Linked DNA regions of Arachis hypogaea: region 1 is linked to region 2. The links are chromatin contacts, called in public Hi-C maps. All regions are on one chromosome and are shown on one strand. Each heading gives the region's core, a stretch centred on a gene start, on an enhancer-like site or on the middle of the called end of the contact. The rest is flanking DNA. Distances are from core to core; before and after follow the strand shown.

The links. A called contact is a pair of places that touch in the nucleus more often than the background predicts.
Region 1: a contact with region 2 is called in a Hi-C map of leaf, with 2.4 times the contacts expected there. The contact joins the enhancer-like site here to the promoter of LOC112751186 in region 2.

Annotation. Positions count from the first base shown.
Region 1 is chr15:147,652,568-147,656,006 of arahy.Tifrunner.gnm2.J5K5, reverse strand. No RefSeq gene overlaps it. Among protein-coding and RNA genes, the nearest start is that of LOC112749211, 8.5 kb to the right of the region's middle. Within about 2 kb of position 1,711, at least 1 of the 3 cell types and tissues checked has open chromatin away from gene starts, as enhancers often do.
Region 2 is chr15:147,587,391-147,590,673 of arahy.Tifrunner.gnm2.J5K5, reverse strand. LOC112751186 (aldehyde dehydrogenase family 2 member C4) reads left to right here and starts at 1,702. Exons shown (of 9, transcript XM_025800247.3): 1 at 1,702-2,040. The coding sequence starts at 1,929.

The DNA of each region.
Region 1 (3,439 bases), core at 462-2,961, 65 kb before region 2:
ATCAGTTAATTTTGAGAGTCAAACCAAATTAACCAATTCAACTGTAATAAATAGGATGAATACGTCGCCCGATCGATTTGTTTTAGTAAAAAAATTCAAAAAATAGTTAGCGATTGACCGATTATTATTATTTTTTTTTTTTGGTAGAAAATGGTCAAAATTTTATTATTTTTATAAAAGAAATATTTCAAAAATAATTTATTCAAAAGATTATTATTTTATTATCATATTTGATTTATTTTAATTAAATTTTTTAATTTTTAATTTTATTAGTTCAATAATGGACGATCTGTTTTATGTGAAACATAATGAATTGTAATTATTCTAATAAACCCTCTATACAAGAAACAAATCAATAATAATTAAAATCTTGAACAAAACTAGCATTTATATTACTAGCTAGTGGATCTCATATTCACAATTAACAAAGCGTTTTTTGTAGAAAATTTTCTAGAAGCATGAGTTCAAAAAGATGGTATACGGCTATTGGGGAATTAATATTGGTTTGGTATACCGCTCGATGAACCCAAAAGTAGCTCCTAGCTACGTTTCGTATACGGCTATTGAAGATTGTCGCCACATGCTTTAATTTATTGGCACTAGAATATTCCATTCTCCATTTTCTCAAAGGAACGATGTTATATAAACATCTAAAAATAAATGCTAATTATTAGGATATTAAATATTTTATCACTTTTAACAATGAAATGTACATATATATAATGCGTGCCAAAACCTTGGCCACAATTGTACAAGGGATCGGATGGACGATCGAGAGACACAACTTTTGGTTTAGAGGAATTTTCAGCAACCAAAACGGATCCAAAAATTTTAATATGAGGGTCAAATTTTAGACATATTATTTATTTATTTTTTATTATATTTTATTTTATAAAAATAATTTTGACATAATTTATAATTATTGAATTAATTTTTTAAAAAATTTATTAATATATATATTAAAAATATAATTTCTCTTATAATTTTATTTTTAACATGATAGCTATATAAAAGAAACATAACAATATTAATAATATATTATGAAATTATAAAATATCAATAATGTGTTTAGTTAAAAAAAATTACATATTTATTAATTAAAATTAATTCTTTTAAAATTTTTAAAAATTTAAAAATAAATTATAAACTATTAATTATATGAAGGACGCAGTATTTTTATAGAATATTTTAACAACAGCATTAACTGAACCTCAATTAACAAACGAATGAATCAAAATCAGTTTAGTTTTGAACAAGTAGTAAAAAAAAATTCCATCATAAACAAAAATACATCCAATCCATTTTTGAATCCAAATAAACTTCAATTAAACTAATAAATGAATTGAAATTACGTAAGGAATAAAAAAATTGGTTATCCAATACTTATCAGCAGTATCAGGCATGGTTTTGAAAACTGGACCGGACCGGCCGGTTGAACCGGTTCAACAGGGAACCGAAAAGGAAAACGATTCGGTCCTCCCCCAAAAACTATTATACACAAAACCATTCTAAAACTGTTGAACCGGCCGAGAATTGGTCAGTAAAATTGGCCGGTTCTTAGAAACGACGCCGTTTTGCCATTTAGAACAAAAAAAAAAAAAAAAACAAAAACAAAGGGAACCCGAAAACGGTCAAACTCCACGCACGAGTCACACACTCACACTTCACCCCTCCCCTCAAACCCGTTCGTGCTAGCCCTAGCCCCAGTCACACTTCACACGATGTCTCCCTCTCCCTCCCCAGCCACAGTCCTAGCCCCCAACCCAAAAGCCTAACCTCTTCCACGGATCCGCCGCCACCATCCGTCGGAGGCGCCTCCTCCTTTTCCCTTTTCGAGACCGAAACCCCTAGGTCGGCACGTAGTCGCGTCGTCTTCTTGCTCGAGTTCAAGCTGCAAGCCGTGGTCTAGCCGTGGTCTCGCCGTCGTCGTCCTTCTCGTCTCGCCGTCGCCGTCCTTCTAGTCTTGCCGGTGTTGTCTTTCTCTCAGTCAAGGTTAGTAGTCTGAACTCTGAAATTTTAAATTACTCAAATATGCAGTTTCTGAAATTAGGAATTTGTGAATCTGATGAACTCTGAAGTTAGTGATTATGTTCTAATATGTGCTCTTGTTACTAGTTTGTTATTGATTCTAAAATTGAGTAATGGATTTGTTACTGATTCTGTTCTATGGTCTTATGGATGATTATTTGATTTCTGGCCGTTCTGTTGCTGTTTTTAATTTGGATTATGATTTATTGATTTTAGTTATGGATGGAAGTATTAATCAAGAAGCAATTGCTAAGAATGCATGTTTGAGTAATAATTCATCTGCCAATCCTCCTAATTTAAATAATTCTGCTAATCTTAATCCACCTAGTTCGAATAATAGTCAGTCACAACATTCTTTTAATTTATGGATTTTGATGATTGATAAATTTTCATGTTGGTTTTTAATATTTAGATATTTTTTTTTTTACTATTTAACTTTTGAGATTGTATTTTGATAAGATCATATGGATTTGATTGATGACACTTTGTTGTTGAATGCTAATTTTAGTTGCAGAATGCCCTGTTTGTGCTGAATGATAATTTTTGTTGCTGAATGTTGAATGCTGTTGGTAATGGTGTTTTTGTTGCTGAATATCCTGTTTGGTGCTGAATGATAATTTTTTATTTCTGGCTGTGCTGCTGCTGTTTTTAATTTTGTGAACGATTTATTAATTTCAGTTATAGGCGATAGTATTAATCAAGAAGCAATTATTGAGAACAATGCATCTGTGAACAATAACTTTTCTGCCAATCCTAATCCTCCTATTTTGAATGATGCCGCCAATTCTAATCCTCCTGATAATAATGCATTTGATGATTGATAATTATTTATGTTGGTATTTAATATTTAGATATTTTTTTATTATTTAATTTTTGAGTATGTATTTTGATAAGATCATATGGATTTGGTTGATGATATTTTATGTAGTGTTTTAAATTTGGAAGATATTTTAAGATTTATATTAGATTATAATTATATTTTAGGATGTTTATTTATAATTTATTTATTATTTTATTCTAAAATTATTTTTTCGGTTGAATTATTGGTTGGACCGGTTAGACCAGTGAACCAGTAAACCAACGATTAGAGAGGTTCGATGACCGGTCCGGTTCTCAGAACCTTGGTATCAGGTGAACCTCAATTAACACACAAATGAACTTAAATTAGTTCAGTTTTAAACAAGCAATAAAAAAGACTCAATCATCAATAAAAATACATTTGAATTCATTTATGAATCCATATGAACCTCAATTAAATTAAGGAGGAAAAGAAAAAATGCAGTAACAACAATAAAAGAACAGTGATTAAGAGAAAACATACGGAGTAGAAGAAGGAACGCGACGAAAAAAAAGGAGGAATGCGAAGAAAAAGAAGGAAAACGTGAAGAAGAAAGAGGATTGCGAAGACAAA
Region 2 (3,283 bases), core at 453-2,952:
TCTTTAAATATTACAACACACCTACACATTTACCCACATGTTCCAGCAACAGCTAGGAGTTTCAGTTTGTTTGTCCATGTTCATCTCAGCCTTATAAATGTCAAAGGCCCCTCCACATGACCTCAAACCAAAAAAAAAAAGTAAGAAAAAGTCCAAGGCCTTAGCTAAGTTGTGGAGCCCAAATATTTTGTCAACTTCGGTAAATGATACATCTACTTGATCAATCATCCGATCGGTAAAATTATTAAATTAATTGTTCATATAATTAAAAATAAATTAAATAATATATATTTATATATAAATATTTAATAATTAATTTTGTTATTAATTTTTAACGTGCATATAATATTTTTGCCATTTGATTTGTTACCTTTATATTGGTCTCCATCAAAATTCAGATGTTACATTCATTTATCTTTTAAAAATATCACATTTTATAACATACAAAGATACATACGTCATATATAGCACCCGGGTTTGAAAAACTTTCGTGTTTAGTAAAATATAAAAGTTTCATTGATCAAGTAAAACGTTGAACAACTTTATAATTTAATGCTATGAATATTTATTATGCTTTAAGTTTTTTCTTTCTTTCCACTATTAAAGGAGAGAGAATAAAATTTAATTTGAAATATTATTAATATTGGAAATTAAAAAAAGTCAAAAATACAATAATATTCATAGAATAGAATTAGGGAGACAGATTTTGATATTCCGTAGTTGATAATGTTACTCTCCCTTATTGTTTATTACAATCAAATTACCAACAATTTTTATGAATTTTTTTCACATCGCCGTCAAGAAAAATAAAATGACGAAAATGAAGAATAATTTTTTTAAAAAAAATTACATAATTAAAAGGAGTAGTTTCTGACACAAAACAAAATGTATTGCATGCTAGCTAGTCAAGAAAAAATATGTATTGCATGCTAACTAACCTACCTCCACATGAAGATATTGACATAGTATATTGGTTAACAATTAGAGAAAAGTTATTTCTTCTACAGCTTCTAAAAAAGAATATTATTTATAATAAGGGTAAAAAAATTATTTTTTATTTTTAACATTTTTTAAAATATATTTAAAATTTAATTTGTTTCAATTTATGTTTAATGTTTTAAATATAGTTCAATTCTATCTTGAGTGTTAATACCGTTAACAAAGATACTAACGCACAAGTACCATATCATTGTAAGATGAAAAATTTTTGGAGACAAATAATTTTTAATATTTTTTTGTCATTATTTAAATAATACAAATATTAAATTATTTTTAACAAATAAATTTTATTAATTTATGTGTGAAAATTTTAAAAATGTGGATATAAAATATATTGATTTATGTCGACAAAATTTTAGTAAATATAAATGTAAATTATATATTTTTTATATGCAAAACGTCTATAAATATGAGTACAAATTATTATTAATAAAAAATAATAATATTTATTGACTATATAATATTATTCTTGTAAAATTATTATATTATATATTATCTCACTTAGAAATAAACTGAAATGTATTCAAATATTAAAAATAAAATTAAAATAAAATACAAATAGCAAGAAAAAATAGTATTTACAATTGAGTAAATTTTTTATAATATAATCAAGTAATTAATTTACAAGTAGAATCGTTAATGAATTTACAATGAGTATGAATTTGTAGACTTAAAATAAGGTAATTAAGTACAAAGTAGCATGTGAATGGAGTCATAAATAAATGAGAAGTGACACTTGTGTACGGCAAGAGAGAGTGAGACGGTCCACTACCTCCTCTTTCTGATTTCGTGAAGATCGTTGTTCTTACATACAAGTCTTTCTTTTCTTCATTATTTAAAGAGAGAGAAGAGTGGTTCCCCCAACATTCATAGCAACCTCAAATATTGTTTGTAATTAGTAACAAAAATACTAAACTAATCACACAAAGATGACAGCTCTTTCCAACGGCCACGCCGCTAATAACTCTTCTCTTTTCAAGATCCCACCCATCAAGTTCACCAATCTCTTCATCAATGGCCACTTTGTTCATTCTCTCTCAGGTAATACTAACAATACTCATCACTTCTTCTTTCTTTCTTCATCCTTGTTTAATTAGTAATATCCCTTATTACTTTAGGGTTCCTTCTCATTTCTAAGCTTTCTCTTCTATGTATATATATTTCCTCCTTTCATCACTTTGTTTTTTTTTCTTTTTCCTTTTTAGGAACTCTTATTTGGTATTAAATTAAAAGTACATTTTACCAGATTAAAGTTATATAAATTTTTTTATAGTTATTTTTAATTATTTTATTATTATTTAAATTATGGGTCCTAATTTTTTTAAGAAAAAATTTAGGGGGTCAGCAATTTTTGTATTTTGTGACCAGTACTTAACCATCAAAAGAAAAGTGAATAATTTCCCAACATTGAATGTAATCTCACACCATTAAAAATACTATTAATGACCAATTGATGATTACAAAACACAAAAGTTACTGGCCCTAACACTCTTCAAATTAAATAATTGTTTACTTAAGTCAAATATGGTAAATGATAATGTCCAATTTCTTAAGAATGTCTTAAGAATGTCGTACTTTACGTCTTTACCGTAAAAATTAAAATAAAGAAATCCTTGTTTTTCACTTTCATCACGTGAAAGATTTGTCATATTCCCACGGTACAAGGAGATGGAAACTTTGCTATTGGAAATTTGGATATATATGGCTTTGGACTAGTTGAACCTGGGAAGTTGAATACTAATATTGGTTGTATAATTGTATCAGCTATATCAAAAATAATTTGAGTTTTTTTTTCTCCTTTTGGGTGTTAGAATGTTAGAAGGATTCACAGGCAAAACATATTTTAATCTTTTTTTTCTAAAAGAATGCTAATCTATAATGCCTATGAATATATTATTAGAGCTTGACTTTGAACCGCATATTGCCAAATTTATAAATGTAGAGCAGAATATAATGATTTATGCGTATATATTTTTTCTTTATACAAATTCTCTAATAAAGTTGTAATAGACATAGTTGTTCATGCGGCTTATCTTATTATTTTAAGCTGTAGTTTTATTATATGATATTAAAATTATATGATTGAAAGATTTAAACTTTAATTTTTATTAAATTCTAAAAGAAAATTATCATAAGGTAAATAAAAAAAATTTATATAAAATTCACGTAAATCTAAAATTTTTATATAAAAAATATTAAAAATATAATTATTTATATGTATTTTTTTTATTAATTTAAGTTTTTTTAAAAAATAGTTTTATAAAAAAAATTGTAAATTTTAGAG